Regions from separate parts of the Mus musculus genome. Here all the other regions are linked to region 1. The links are chromatin contacts, called in public promoter capture Hi-C maps. All regions are on one chromosome and are shown on one strand. The core of a region is the stretch at or near the end of the contact, and the rest is flanking DNA. Distances in the headings are between cores, read along the strand shown.

The links. Promoter capture Hi-C pulls out the DNA fragments that hold promoters and counts their contacts. Capture Hi-C pulls out chosen DNA fragments and counts their contacts.
Region 2: a promoter capture Hi-C map of the HPC-7 cell line shows a contact between it and region 1, with 2.6 times the contacts expected there. The contact joins the promoter of Sult6b2 here to the promoter of Kcnj8 in region 1. A contact is called at or near these places in 9 of 39 promoter capture datasets (the C10 cell line, the HPC-7 cell line, cranial neural crest and 6 more), 1 of 484 Hi-C or Micro-C datasets (embryonic stem cells) and 1 of 115 datasets of contacts at active chromatin or transcription factors (embryonic stem cells).
Region 3: a contact with region 1 is called in a promoter capture Hi-C map of liver. The contact joins the promoter of Cmas here to the promoter of Kcnj8 in region 1. A contact is called at or near these places in 13 of 39 promoter capture datasets (the 3T3-L1 cell line, 3T3-L1-derived adipocytes, the C10 cell line and 9 more), 2 of 484 Hi-C or Micro-C datasets (embryonic stem cells and natural killer cells), 14 of 115 datasets of contacts at active chromatin or transcription factors (DN3 thymocytes, bone marrow-derived macrophages, craniofacial prominence and 8 more) and 2 of 9 other capture datasets (adipose tissue and liver).
Region 4: a promoter capture Hi-C map of adipose tissue shows a contact between it and region 1. The contact joins the promoter of Pyroxd1 here to the promoter of Kcnj8 in region 1. A contact is called at or near these places in 4 of 39 promoter capture datasets (embryonic stem cells, frontonasal cranial neural crest and liver), 1 of 484 Hi-C or Micro-C datasets (LSK cells), 2 of 115 datasets of contacts at active chromatin or transcription factors (effector CD8 T cells and memory CD8 T cells) and 2 of 9 other capture datasets (adipose tissue and liver).
Region 5: a promoter capture Hi-C map of embryonic stem cells shows a contact between it and region 1, with 2.4 times the contacts expected there. The contact joins the promoter of Slco1a5 here to the promoter of Kcnj8 in region 1. A contact is called at or near these places in 2 of 39 promoter capture datasets (both in embryonic stem cells) and 1 of 9 other capture datasets (adipose tissue).

What each region holds. Positions count from the first base shown.
Region 1 is chr6:142,570,347-142,573,046 of GRCm38.p6, forward strand. It overlaps Kcnj8 (potassium inwardly-rectifying channel, subfamily J, member 8), which reads right to left and starts at 1,268. Exons shown (of 3, transcript NM_008428.5): 1 at 838-1,268; 2 at 1-107. The coding sequence starts at 33.
Region 2 is chr6:142,803,075-142,805,774 of GRCm38.p6, forward strand. It overlaps Sult6b2 (sulfotransferase family 6B, member 2), which reads right to left and starts at 1,392. Exons shown (of 6, transcript NM_001145390.1): 1 at 1,172-1,392. The coding sequence starts at 1,316.
Region 3 is chr6:142,755,288-142,757,987 of GRCm38.p6, forward strand. It overlaps Cmas (cytidine monophospho-N-acetylneuraminic acid synthetase), which reads left to right and starts at 1,399. Exons shown (of 8, transcript NM_009908.2): 1 at 1,399-1,739. The coding sequence starts at 1,486. It overlaps LOC115490443 (a long non-coding RNA gene), which reads left to right and starts at 2,021. Exons shown (of 2, transcript XR_003956544.1): 1 at 2,021-2,700.
Region 4 is chr6:142,344,440-142,347,139 of GRCm38.p6, forward strand. It overlaps Pyroxd1 (pyridine nucleotide-disulphide oxidoreductase domain 1), which reads left to right and starts at 1,258. Exons shown (of 12, transcript NM_183165.3): 1 at 1,258-1,368. The coding sequence starts at 1,294.
Region 5 is chr6:142,321,623-142,324,322 of GRCm38.p6, forward strand. It overlaps Slco1a5 (solute carrier organic anion transporter family, member 1a5), which reads right to left and starts at 1,359. Exons shown (of 15, transcript NM_130861.3): 1 at 1,286-1,359.

The DNA.
Region 1 (2,700 bases), core at 18-2,517:
CTCCTCCGGGATGATGCTCTTCCTGGCCAACATCTTCCTTTCACCATAGCCCGCCTATGCACCTGCCTGAACCTGTGGCTCCTTTCCTCCACACGCGTCCTCCTAGACTAGAGAAACGCTTATTAAAAACTGTCAACTTCATTTCCTCGTCTCAGGTATCTGTACAAAGGGATGCTGTTTTACACACATATTAAATTAAAGATGTGATCAATACAAAAGAGAACCCACTTTGTGTCTGAGGTCTGGGATCCCAGAGAAAACTTTTGATCAGAACCGGAGGAATCCCCCCCCCCCTCTCTCTCTCTCCTCCCTGCTCACTCTTGGAAATAACCGCTATAAGCAAATCTTTAAGCATTTTCTGTATATTCTTTTGTGTCTCGGGATTAGTCAGGCAAGCCTGAGGACGAAAATTAAAGGCCAAGTGGGTTCACTATCTACTTGCTAAACTATTTAGATAAAGTAGCAAGGTTAAAAGGAAAGATGGAGGGATTCTTTTAGTAGCAGCGAAGAAAACTGCTTCCTGTTCATTAAGAAAATATTAACTGTAATTAAAAGATACCAAACATTGCGTTTTCGAACTTGAAAATGATTGATATTAAATTGGAAGGATTTACGAGATGCGTTTTAAAAGGCAGCCAGACTCCCCGCCCCTCCCTCTGAACCTATATCATACTATATGCTGGAAAGTAATTTGCGACGCGGGGATTAGAGACACTGCTGAGGTCTGCAGTGGATTTGCACAGCTCGAGCCAATCTGGGTACACCTTGACTGTTTGGCTTTGGGCTGCGCTATAGCCGGCTTCCCCTCCTCTCCCCGGGAGGCGCGATGCAACTTACAGACTCGGGTTTGCGCTCCCGGCTGCGGCTTGAGCTCCGCACAGGGCGGGCTGGTCCCAGGCTCTCGCATCCCGGGAGCAGAGACCTCCCGAAGTGCAGATCCGGGGGATGTTGGTCCTCCAGAACTGAGTTAAGACTCTAGAAGGTGCGATCCATAGTGCACGCGGGGAGGAGGGCTGGAAGATGAGGGTTGGGTTTGGCTTCCCCCCTCCTGCTGCCGGGCCACGGGGAGGGCGGGGTAGGAGCTGGGGATAGAGGTGCTAGTGGCCATGCTCCGCCAGCTCCTCAGCCGCCTAGCTGGGGCCAGACCTCCGAGCGAGCCGGGGAAAGTGGAGGCGGAGGCCAGTCGGGGGAGCCGGGGAGGCAGGGAGCCGGCCAGAAGGGAGGGACCACCGGGGGAGGAGGCACCAGCCGAGCCAGCTCGGTTCCCAGTAGCCCGGATTCTGCTGCCAGACCGGCACACACATCTTTAAAAGGCTCGCTGCTCAGAGAACTTTCTGAGCCCAAGTTCACTGACGCAAAGAGATTTTAATTTATTATTTTTTAAAGTGTAACTTGCGGGGGGGGGGTATCACTGGGTTACTTCAGATGAAATAAAACCAGATAGAGAGAGTGTAGGTGTTTTGGGTGGGGTGATTGTGGGGTGAGCGTGGGGTGAGGGTGGGGTCCCTGCCCTGAACTTGTAAATCTATTCGTGTTAGAATATAGAGGGGTGGGAGGGCTGAAATCCTTTCGGAAAAAAAACCGATTTCACCAACTAAGACCAGTTTTCAGGCACTTAAAGTCACACAAAAGAAACAAAAAGGGAAACAAAGATAGAGACTAACAACAAAAACACCATCAACAGTCTCTTCCAATAAAGAAAATTTACACCCAGCAGGACGGCTAAGCAAAGTCCAGCACCACACCTGCCTTCGGGGCAGGCAGGCGCAGTCGCGGCTCCGTTTTGACTCTTGGCCGCAGGCCTCTCCCTCCAGTCTAGATCGTAAGAATGATAAGACTGCTCACTTGCGCACAAGAAAGATTATACAGTAAATGTCTTTCTATAGCTTTTGAGAAGGAGCGGGGGTGGGGGTGGGGGAACAAATGTGCTTTTTTTCCCCCCCGCCGGTCATCCTGCTTTTGGCGTTTGTATTAATGGAAACTTTAATTCTTGGAAATTTTATGTTTTCCAAGACTTGAGGGTCGGGAGTATCCGAAGTATAAACAGCATGTTAATTTACTAGAAAGACCTAAAATTAGTCTTTAATGAAGGAAAATGAAGAGCCCCCCTTCCCTTTTTCCACTGTGGGTAGATCTGCTTAACCCCTTGCATTCTGGAGGGCCTGTCCTGTCAGTGAGATTCTTTTTGTTTCCTTTGTTTTCTGCAGTAATTCATGTTGTAGCCTCATAGCAGCCATGCAGACAACATTTGTGCTGTGAGTTCTGCCACTGAAATACAGTTTGAAGTGCACCTTGCTGTGCAATTTACTGTCTACTAATTTAACACCAAAAACATTAAACTCTTTTTTTTTTTTTTTTCAGAAGACAGGGTTTCACATATTCTGAGTTGGCCTCGAACTTGCTGTGTAGCCTATGGTGACCCTGAACTTCTAATCCTCCTGCCTATCTTCCTTGTGCTGGGATCGTAGGTGTGTGCCATCATGTCTGGGGTTTGTTTTGTTTTGTTTAAGACCTTGTGCATAGACAACCACTCTACCAACTGAACTACACGGCTACTCCTCTGTGCTTATGTGATTTCATTGCTGTCCTTTGAAACAGGAAGTTGTTATGAAACCCAGGCAGACTGATAGTTTACTATGTAGCCCAGACACGATTCACATTCAAGGCAGTCCTCCTGACTCAACCTCGTGAGTGCTGGGA
Region 2 (2,700 bases), core at 142-2,641, 230 kb after region 1:
CATGTTAAGTGTACTTTACAAAGGTCTTTCTTTCTTAGATTTATTTATTTTATTAGTGGGAGTGTTTTGCCTGCAGATGTGTGTGTGTGTGTGTATCTTGTGAGTGCCTGCTGTCTACAGAAGAGGGCATCAGATTCTCTGGGATTGAAATTGAGCAGAGTGTGTGTGTGTGTGTGTGTGTGTGTGTGTGTGTGTGTGTGTGTGTTCTCAAAACCCCTGACCTTTGTGCACTTTGCTTCTTCCCACACTGATGACCCGATCTAACTGGTGACTACACTGCATAACTGACTGGACGTGGCTGCTCGTTGTTGAACACCTTAACTGTAGCCACCGTCTCTATGTGACCACTACTAAGGAAATTGTAGCAGGCAACTGGATGTTACATAACAAACAAAATTATCATAGAACTAAGTCCAAGAAAGTACAGAGTGGCATTACTTACTCAATGACACCCATGGGTGTACAACTCTGTACGAATCGATTCTGAAGTAAAACTTTAGCAGGGAAAGTATTTACGGCTCTTATTAGTGTAGATGAAAAAAGTTATAGACAATTAAGTATGAGCTGAGCAAAGGTTGTTTAGTCATCAGGACGATCTGGGCAAGATACAATGGGAATCTATCACATAGCTATTTTGCTTATTTCATATGATATATCAACATTTGTGCACCTTCATAAATCAAATGAAGAGGAAAACTTTAGCAGAGCTTCAATCATTTCACTTGAGTCTTTTTAAAGTAAGAAATCTAAATCCTTGAAAGTCATCCCCCCACCCCCAAAAAATGTCTGAGATGGAAACAAAAACAATGTTTCCATTACTGTTGCTTCTCTGTATCTTATAGAACACTAAGTAAATGGAAACAATGTTTCTACCTCTTACTGTTGCATCTCTGTATCTTATAGAACACTAAGTAAATGGAAACAATGTTTCTACCTCTTACTGTTGCATCTCTGTATCTTATAGAACACTAAGTAAATGGAAACAATGTTTCTACCTCTTACTGTTGCATCTCTGTATCTTATAGAACACTAAGTAAATGGAAACAATGTTTCTACCTCTTACTGTTGCATCTCTGTATCTTATAGAACACTAAGTAAATGGAAACAATGTTTCTATACCTCTTACTGTTGCATCTCTGTATCTTTTAGTACATTTTAGGGGGAAACTCACCAGATTTTGGGTAGGAAACCAGAAATATGTCATCTTCTCTAGCATCAAAAGAGTCCAAGGAACCAAGGAGTTCTTCTGAAGACATGGTAGAGAAGAAGATGCCCATGTACTTATGGAGGAGACTTGGCTGACTCTGGCATGACATCTTCCACTGACCCTATTAGAGGCTGTATAGTCAGCACAGTCCCTCCACAAGCCACAGACAAACCTGGCCCTTGGTCACAACCTCAGCAGAGTGGCAGAGGAATCTTGGTATCTCCAAGCTGATATTCCATGTGTCTATATATACCTTTTGCAGCTCTCTAGAAGAATAATTTTTAAACCACAACTGAGCCAATGTCTATTATAAAAGTCATGTTATCTGAATTTTTCTGATAACACAGGTTACAAAATGTGTCCTTCCACTCAGTTCAGGCTCATTTGCATAGAAAACTACCAGGCAGCCAGGAGTAATCACTGTGTTAAGATTGTACCACTATCAAATCCTTTGTCCTAAATAGGTAAAGTCTTTAGTCACTACAATGAATTATGTCACTGAAAGTAATTAAGAAAATTGGGTTTCTACAGTATAGGAAGTAGTCAGTATTTAAAGTTTGAGGGGACACAGCAACAGGGAAATAAGAATGTCTCCAGGAATTGGGAAATACTCTTGCGACAGCCTTTATGAGCTGTAGTTTAGAAGAAATACAGTGATAGTCAGAATACCACACTAAAAAGAGATTTCCTGAGAACACATGCAAACAGGAATCTGTAGAGAGAAGGAAGTTAATTCTTATCTCACTCAATTTTAGTCTTGGTTGGTAATATTACAATATTCCAGATTCAATTAGATATAGTAAAGAAATGCTCAGTTATTTCAATGAAACTCAGTTGAAAATTTGGCTTGTCTGACAATGGAAGGAACATTAATGAAGAAATGGACAAAATTTTAATCGAGTGTCAAAAATAGAGGTTATACTGTAGGGAAAATATCTGAAGAAGAAAGATGCCCATGGCAGTAACAGAAACATATACATAGTAACAGATCATATACACAGGAGATGACAGAGAATGCACTAATAGAATAAACACATGAACGGAGGACAGCAATGAAGTGTCCTGGCTTGCTGTGTTCTAGGACAAGCCAACAGAAAGCAGAGCTTGAGGGTGGGCTGCTCACTTGGTGCAGCTACGTAGCATGTAGGAAGCCAGGAATGGATGCCCAGCCACACAGACACAATGTATAGTGGTACAGATCTACAATCCCAGCACCCAGCAGGTGGAGGCAGGAGGATTGGAAATTCAAGGTCCTTTTTAAAAATAAAACTATTGGCAGGATTAATTTTTGATAGCTAATTTTTGCATAACTACCCATTGGCTCCCTTTTAGATACTTATTTTTACGTAATTAAAATATAATTATTTTAAGTCATTTCTCCCCTCCCCCTCCTCCCTCCTACCCCTTGTAGGTCCTCCCCTCCAAAATTCACACTCTCCTCTTCTTTAACTTTGTTGTTATATATACACATAAACATAAATGAATAAATGTAC
Region 3 (2,700 bases), core at 149-2,648, 190 kb after region 1:
AAAGACTTGTAGCTGTGTTCAGGAAGATAGGACATTTCAAGGGCCAAGATTGTCACACACTGTTACTATGAAAAGAATGTGTGTTTACACCCCACCCGCACCTGGGGAGAGGCAGTGGGTTCTCAAAGGAATATATTTTATCAGACAACTTTTTAAAAGTTTTTTTTTTTTTTTAGAAGGGAACAGGTGTGCACTACACTGGAAGGGATTAATAAAGCTGACACACCAGCAGAAGGTAACACTGTTGGCTGAATTAGCAGGGAATGCCAAGCCCATGGGAGGGGGACGATGGCTTAAAATGTTGAGTTCGAGGCACCTGTAGGACATTAAAATGGGGCAATTTCTTGGAGAGGGAGATGAATCAGGAGCATAGGAAGATTGATGTTTAATATAAAAGCATTAAATCATAAAATAGATCCATGCTATAGTATGGACTAAGAAGTTTCCAAGTGGGGAGGGTCTTCAGTTCATTCATTCATTCATTCCTTGGGAGTGGCAGCTCAGCCAGATTGCCTCAAGTTCCAGGCCACCCTGAGCTATGTCATGAGTTCCTGGCTAATCTGAACTATATAGTGAGTTCAAGGCTAGCTCCAGTCAGAGAGCAAAGCAGAGGATGATGATAACTGTAAGAAAAGAGGATGATGATAACTGTAAGAAAAGTGAGGTAGAGAAGATAGACCTTGATCCCCACAGGTTGAGACTGATTTATTGCAACAGCGAGGGGCCCCAAGCTTTCTGCTGTTGCAGGTTGAGCCCATTTACAGACATTCTCTCTCTCTCTCTCTCTCTCTCTCTCTCTCTCTCTCTCTCTCTCTCTCTCTCTGTGTGTCTCTCTCTGTCTCTCTCTCTCTCTGTCTCTCTCTCTCTCTCTGTCTCTCTCTCTGTCTCTGTCTCTCTTTCTGTCTGCCTCTCTCTGCCTCTCTCTCTGTCTGCCTCTCTCTCTCTCTCTCCCTCTCTCTCTCTCTCTCTCTCATACTGTTTGAGAGCCCAAAATATTGTTTGTGAAACAATTAGGCTGGGACTAAGCAATTCTTTATGGCTAGGGGCTGTTGCCCAGTAAACCCGACTCAGCTTCTCATGACCTGAAGTTACCTAGTATGTTGATGGGGAGTGGTTGGAGAGGGAAAAAAAAGGGAAGAAGGAAGAAATGGAGGAAGGTGTAAGGGGAGGAAGAAATGGGAAAACGGAAAGAGGCTGGAGAGGAGGAGATGAGTGGAGGAGGACTAATTCTCATTTATTTTAGAAATCTCCAGACATTATTGAACACTGCACAAAGCGCCATTCAACTAGAGGCTCCTCTGAGCTCACCTGGCCGGCCCCACTGCAGGGTGACGGCGCGGGGAACTACAACTCCCAGCGTGCCCCGGGGCTGGCGGAGCCGTGGGCGTGGCCTACAGCTGCCACAGCAGGCGGGCGGTACCGAGTGGAGTCGGCGGGGCCGAGCTCCCGGATGTGGAGACGTTGGAGCGGCGGCGTGGGAGGAAGATGGACGCGCTGGAGAAGGGGGCCGCCACGTCGGGGCCCGCCCCGCGTGGACGGCCGTCCCGGGGCCGGCCCCCGAAGCTGCAGCGCAGCCGGGGCGCGGGGCGCGGCCTAGAGAAGCCGCCGCACCTGGCAGCGCTGGTGCTGGCCCGCGGCGGCAGCAAAGGCATCCCACTGAAGAACATCAAGCGCCTGGCGGGGGTTCCGCTCATTGGCTGGGTCCTGCGCGCCGCCCTGGATGCGGGGGTCTTCCAGAGGTGCGCATGTGCGGGAGCCGGGCCCGGGTCGGGGGTCGGGGGTCGGGGTCCCCAGGCCTGACCCTGGGTCGCCCCTGCTTGATGGGCGCCTGTCACCTCTGGGCTGCGCAGACTGCCGGGTGCTGCAAGGCCCGGGAGGCAGCAGGTGCATGAATGGAGTCGAGTTGGGGCTCCCCAGCTTAGAGAGTCTTCCCTCACCTTTGAGAAAAAAATATTCTCTGGCTGTGAGGCTGTGAGTCAGCACAAAGAGGAAATGGTCCCTACGTGTGTACGAGGTATGACTGTTTTATGGGTGTGAATGGGTTTAGCCTACCTCTTGAACTTTGGCCTCACTAAAGGCAGTTTTTATCTCTGCATCCTCTCGGCCTCCACCGGATTGATCAGGAGTTACAAGTTGATGCCATTCATCAAAGGAGGGAGATAAAAATCCTTTGCCAACAAGGAATTTAAATGCCCGTGCTAGCTGCATCCAAATTCTGCTTGAATTTATTGCTACCTTTTGATGATTTGGCTTTTAAGATGATTGATTCAGAAGGCTATTGATTTCCCCATATTATGAAGGCAGATTTTTTTTTTCACCCAACTGACATTGTTTAAAGATGGGATAGCAAAAGATATAAATGTATGAGTTTTCTTTGTGTTTTGACTCAAAGGAAGCTCTGGGTGGAGCTAAAGAAACAGCTGGCTTCTGAAAATAACACGTAATAGGAAGTGTGCTGAGGAGAGATAGGGGAGTATCGTGAATTTGGTTCAGCTCAGTAAACATTTCTTGAGCCCCACTTTTTTCCATACACACGCAAGGAGATAGCAAGACGGTCCGTGCACAGTTCTATCCCTTACGGAGCTCTCGATTGGTTTTTGTTTGGTTTTGTGTTTTTAAACCTCTCAGAATGCAGACTGCAAAGGAGTGAGAAGTTAATTATGTATAGGCCACAGGGACAAAGTAACATCTATGAAGGGA
Region 4 (2,700 bases), core at 8-2,507, 230 kb before region 1:
TTCTAACTATGATAAACAAATGAATCAGGTGTGTTTACATGTGGGTATTACAAATAGAACTATTTTACTGAGATCACCAACCACTGAAGTCACCAGAAATAGTAGCTGGGGTCGTGTCAAGGAGCTTACGACTTTGGTGTAGTTGGGATGAAGTAAAGCAGGGTAGGTTTAAACTCATAAGATGTTTTTGGGCTACATAGAGGCAACTCCTTTCTCCATTTTACAGTTATTAAAGTTATTGATGAGGAGCGGCAGCTTATTGAGGGAAAGGAGTTGCAAAAAGCTGACGTTGTGTGTGCTAAGAAAAGAAAGAAAGCAGCGGTGTCATTCAAAGCTGAGGAGCAAATGGTCTCCTGTAAAACGATGAAGCAGTGTATATCTATAATGAGATATAGAGTCCCTGTTACCCAGATTGGCCATCCTCAGAGTTTAAAGAATTAAAGAGGCATCAATAAATACCAGTGTTAGACAGAGACGATTAAAAAAGGCCTTAATATTAAAATCAAACCGCCAAGCGAGACAATCCACAAGGGCACAAAGATTAACAGCAAGGTAAGAGAGGATACTGCAGAGGAAAGAGGTGAAAACAACTCAGCCATTTCTGAACGCCATTCCTCAGGCAAATGAACACTAGGAAACTATAACTGTTAAGAAATGCTATGTTTTTGCACCTGTACATTTTTACTGAGCTCAGAATTGGAAGTTAGAGGCTAACTTCTTCAACTATTCAACAGTATTTGATTGTCATAAAGATGTCATAAAGAATGAGTTTTCAAAGGCCGGGCATGGTGGCGCACGCCTTTAATCCCAGGACTCGGGAGGCAGAGGCAGGCGGATTTCTGAGTTCGAGGCCAGCCTGGTCTACAAAGTGAGTTCCAGGACAGCCAGGGCTATACAGAGAAACCCTGTCTCGCAAAAAACAAAAACAAAAACAAAAAGAATGAGTTTTCACAATATCCCATTGCTATGTGAAGGGCAGCAATCGAGACTATTCCAGAGGATTCGAGTTCTTCCCCTACAGAATAAGAAGAGGCTCGCATGAAAGTCCCCTAAGGCAGGGGCAACCAGAGTTCAAGATGTGGGCGTGGTAACAGCCGGAAAGTCTGCCTCCAGATTTTCAAACGCAAAACACGTGGGAAATACTCATACGGACTAAGTGTGAGCTTCCGGGCACCCGTAGTCCAATGTCAATGGCCCGAGCGCCGGAAGTGATTTGTGGGCAGCGTCTCTTCCGGGTAGAAAATAGCTGGAACTTTCACCAGTGTTCAGTCTGCCGCCAGCCCCCGGGGAACTATGGAGGCCCCGCGACCGGCAGGGACATTCGTGGTGGTAGGAGGTGGCATCGCTGGCGTCACGTGTGCCGAGCAGGTTCGTGGGCGCGTGCTCCGCCCCTTCTGGACCCTGTTGTCGTGGTTACGGGAGATTGCGGCGGGCGGCACCGCTTCGCGGGTCGCTCTTCCGGCTTTTCCCCACGCCCACTCGGCGGCGCCGCTGGTGGGGAGGCTGCGCAGAGCCCCGTTGTAGCGTTTGGGGCCAGGAGTAGACAGTGCCTAATTAGCTAGGAATCCAAAATCGAACCAGACTCCGGGTGGAATAGTGTGCCAGTGGGCAGGAGACCTTGGCGTTTGGACAGAAAATTCTCCCACTTTTCAGATTTCCTTCACACATGAAATTTAGTTTCTTGATAAGTGCCACGACGTTAATAAATAATTTCAACGTTACCTTGAACTCCAAAGATAAAATTTCATGTCTAGCAGAAGTTTGGGGCAAAGGACTACAGATGAGGAAATTCTAATCATGATAAACAAATGAATCAGATGTGTTTACATGTGCGTATTACAGAAAAGAACTATTTTGTTGCGATCACCAACCGCTGAAGTCACCAGAAATAGTAGCAGGAAGTGTTTTTTGAGTTGTTAAACTTGGGTGGTGCAGCTCCTGTTTATCCATCAAAGAGTTCATATTCCAAGTCACGTCATCACTGTGTTACCTTAATCTTAGGAGTTACTGGTAGGAGTGAATTAAGGTAAGGGGTAATTAACTTCTCTTAATGTGTAAAGATTACCAAATAGAGAAGAAAAACATACTCCACAGTGTAGCCTTCATGGGAAGAAAGCATGACTTAAATTGCAAGCAGAGAAGCTGATAAGAGACAGAAGCAAGGAAGACTGCCAGAGTTCAGACCACATAGGTTGATACGACTTGCTGTGTTTAATGAAAGTCTGCAAATAGATGGTTTCGAGTTAGGGGTGAAAGCTTTGTAAATTTGATTAGCTACAGTGTGTGTGTTAAGGGCAAATGGTCGACAGCTGTGTGAAGCAGGAAGCTAACCTGTAGATAGTTCTCAGGAGTATTAAGTTTTGAGAACTTGATCCAACAAGAAATGTACAAGATAGATTACAGAATATGAAGAGGAAACAAAGGCAGAGAGTGGTCAGATATAGGACATTCAAATAGGTTGAGTCACAGGACTGTTGTATGGCCTGAGGGCGTGGGGTTGAGGGTGCTGAGCTTCGTGGGACATGAGCAGGGACATGGGACAGGCAGTGGAACAGAATCCAAGATGAGCAAACGACCACCCCCCTCCGGAGTGTAGGGAAAAGGTAGAAATCGTGAAACTGCTGCATGTTAAGTCTTTGTGTTTTGTTAAGCTAAGGTTCAAATGGCTCTGTCTTCCCTGAGTATGTACTAGTCAGAGAG
Region 5 (2,700 bases), core at 109-2,608, 250 kb before region 1:
AGCATGGAGAGAAAGCAGTTTGTGACTCTAATGTGAGGCAAAATATAACTCCTATAAAAGGGAAATAACCAAAGTGGGTTTTCACAGGGGTGGTTAGGTGCAGAGACAATTCACCCAAAACAATCTACGTACGCCCTGGCTTCAGGCAGTAAATGAAGGAAATCAAGAGCTGCCCAATACCCAGTGGCAGGGTGTGGAGTGGTGGGTCTGTGAACAGCAGGACACCAGGCCTGTGTGAATTCACTTTGGGGGACCCACCTGCTGTCACCTACAGACCAAGCACGATTTATATATGCACACTGACACAGTAAGTTTTCCATAAAACTTAAATGAAGATAGCAACAAACCCTGACTATCAGATGGTCTTAAAAGTCAGAATGAAAGAGGATCTATGTCTATGGTTACATGAAATGACACGCACATGCAATGACACACACATGCAATGACACACACATGCAATGACACACACATGCAATGACAAACATTCTTGTACATTGTTTGTGAATACAGAAAAATATGAAGATAAGCAACAACTGACTCTGTGCTACTGTTTGTTTGTTTGTTTGTCTTTAAGTAACGTTTTTCTTTTTAATTTTAGCATGAATGCCCGTGAAGACTGGGGGGGGGGGGGGGTGGACAGTATGAATGTTGATGGCTTTCCTTTGGGATTTGGAGGGTGGGAGATAAGAACCTATAGAGAGGGCTGGAGAGATGATGGCTCAGTACCAGCTGCTCTTCCAGAGCTCACAACCATCTGTAATGGGATCTGATACCCTCTTCTGGTGTGTCTGAAGACAGCTACAGTGTACCTATATACAAAAAATAAATAAAGCTAAAAATAAAAATAAAAATAAAAGAAAAGAAAAAAGAAAGAACCTATAGAGAATGCAAGGCTTATGGGAATTGGAAAGGCTGATACAGGGGACCTAAACAAAGAAAGAGAGGCCTTCCAGGCCATTGACAAAGCAAAGAGCAAACAACAACACTCCTGAGACTCCAGTTAGACTCTTTTCTAATTCACCAAACAAACCACTTGTAGCTACACACTTAAAAACTCCAGGCACACCAAACTTTGTGGAGGAATAAACAATCACTTTTTGCCATTGCACAGAATAAATCCAGTATTAAATCTAGTTGCTGTTGCTATCAAGAATTTTAAAAGCCAATATTAGAAAACTCAAAGACTCTTAAATTTATAACTTATAATTAAATCTGCCTCTCGTTTTCCCAAGCAAAAGTTGCCGGATTGGACCCACAACCAGCAGAGGAAATGAACGACCTTTACCTGAGCACTCCTCAGCAATCCCATTGACGGTTGCTGCTGGTGTATAAGCTCACGGATGCTTTCCTAAGTCATGTACTGAGAGGCTGGCAGAAGAGACACCCTGCAGAGTGTAGACAGAGCCTTCTGTCCCTTGGGAAAGCAGGCGGGTGAATAAAGAGATCTTTGTTTATATAACTTCTAATCTTTTGTTAAAGTTTCTTTGGTTTTGAAGGTTGCATAAAACAGGTTATAATCTTGGAAACAGATTCCAAGATTAGCCACTTGGAGCCTGAGGCCCCTCCCTCCTGATTTATTTGGTTTCAAGCAGTTAACTCCTCAGTGGCCTTGGCTCACAATTGAAACATCTTCTCAAAAGACCACAGAAAGCTCCCTCAAATGTGGCTTCCTGTTACTGGCACTCATTAAAAAGCCTTTAGCAAGCCTCATGTACTTTTATAATTGCCCACTTCATGAACTTAGATGTGCACGGAGGACCTGGGGGAGACTGATCCATCACAGAAGTGTAGGTAGGCATGATATCCCTGCCAGCTGGCTTCTGCGTTTCCATGAGTTAAAGAATTAAAAGACAGCACCTCTGTGTTTAGCGGCAAGCCTTGCAGGCTTCTCATATAGAAAGGGAGGCTCCAGAGGGTGTGCGGGGTGGGCAATACCAGCTTTAAGGTGTTTAGGGGTTGGGGTTGGGGGTTAGGATGTCCTACTTGGTGTGTAACCTTCTCTCTCTTGTCCATTGTTCTAAAAGTATCTATGTACCCCGTTTTCTACTAGAGATAATGTTTCTGTCTCTGGAATTATTGATTGTCTGGGGTAAGAGTTGGTCTCCTAATTTTTTTCTATTCTTTGTGGTATGGCCAATAAAGACAGACACACTAACTAGAGAAATAGAAACTTACTGCTGGAGATAAAAACACATACACAAACATACATACACAAACATACACACACACACACACACACACAAGAATGAAGGAAGGAAAGAAGGAGGAACGGAAGAGCAGGAGGGGGAGAAGGAGAAGGAGAAAGAGAGACAGAGATAGAGACAGAGAGAACATTTAACTGCCTAGCTTAAAATAGACTTACCCACCACCCCCTTCTCCCATCCTCAATGCCCACAGCCTGAAATCTGGTTTTAATCTCCAGAACCCACATTTAAAAGCTGGACACTGGAAATGTGGAGTCAGGCAGATCCCTGGTACTTCCAGTCTGGTCATCCTAGCCTACTTAACAATCTTCAGGCCAGTTCATGACCCTGTCTCAAAACCCAGAGGTGGATGGTGCCTGTGTGACACTTAAAACTGACTTCTGATCTCCATAAGAATACACACCTGTTGAGGGAATGCGCTTGTGCCTCTGCCCTGGAGGCCTGGCTGGCCATGCACTGGCAGGCAATGGCAGACCTGTTCTTATCTCATGGAGAC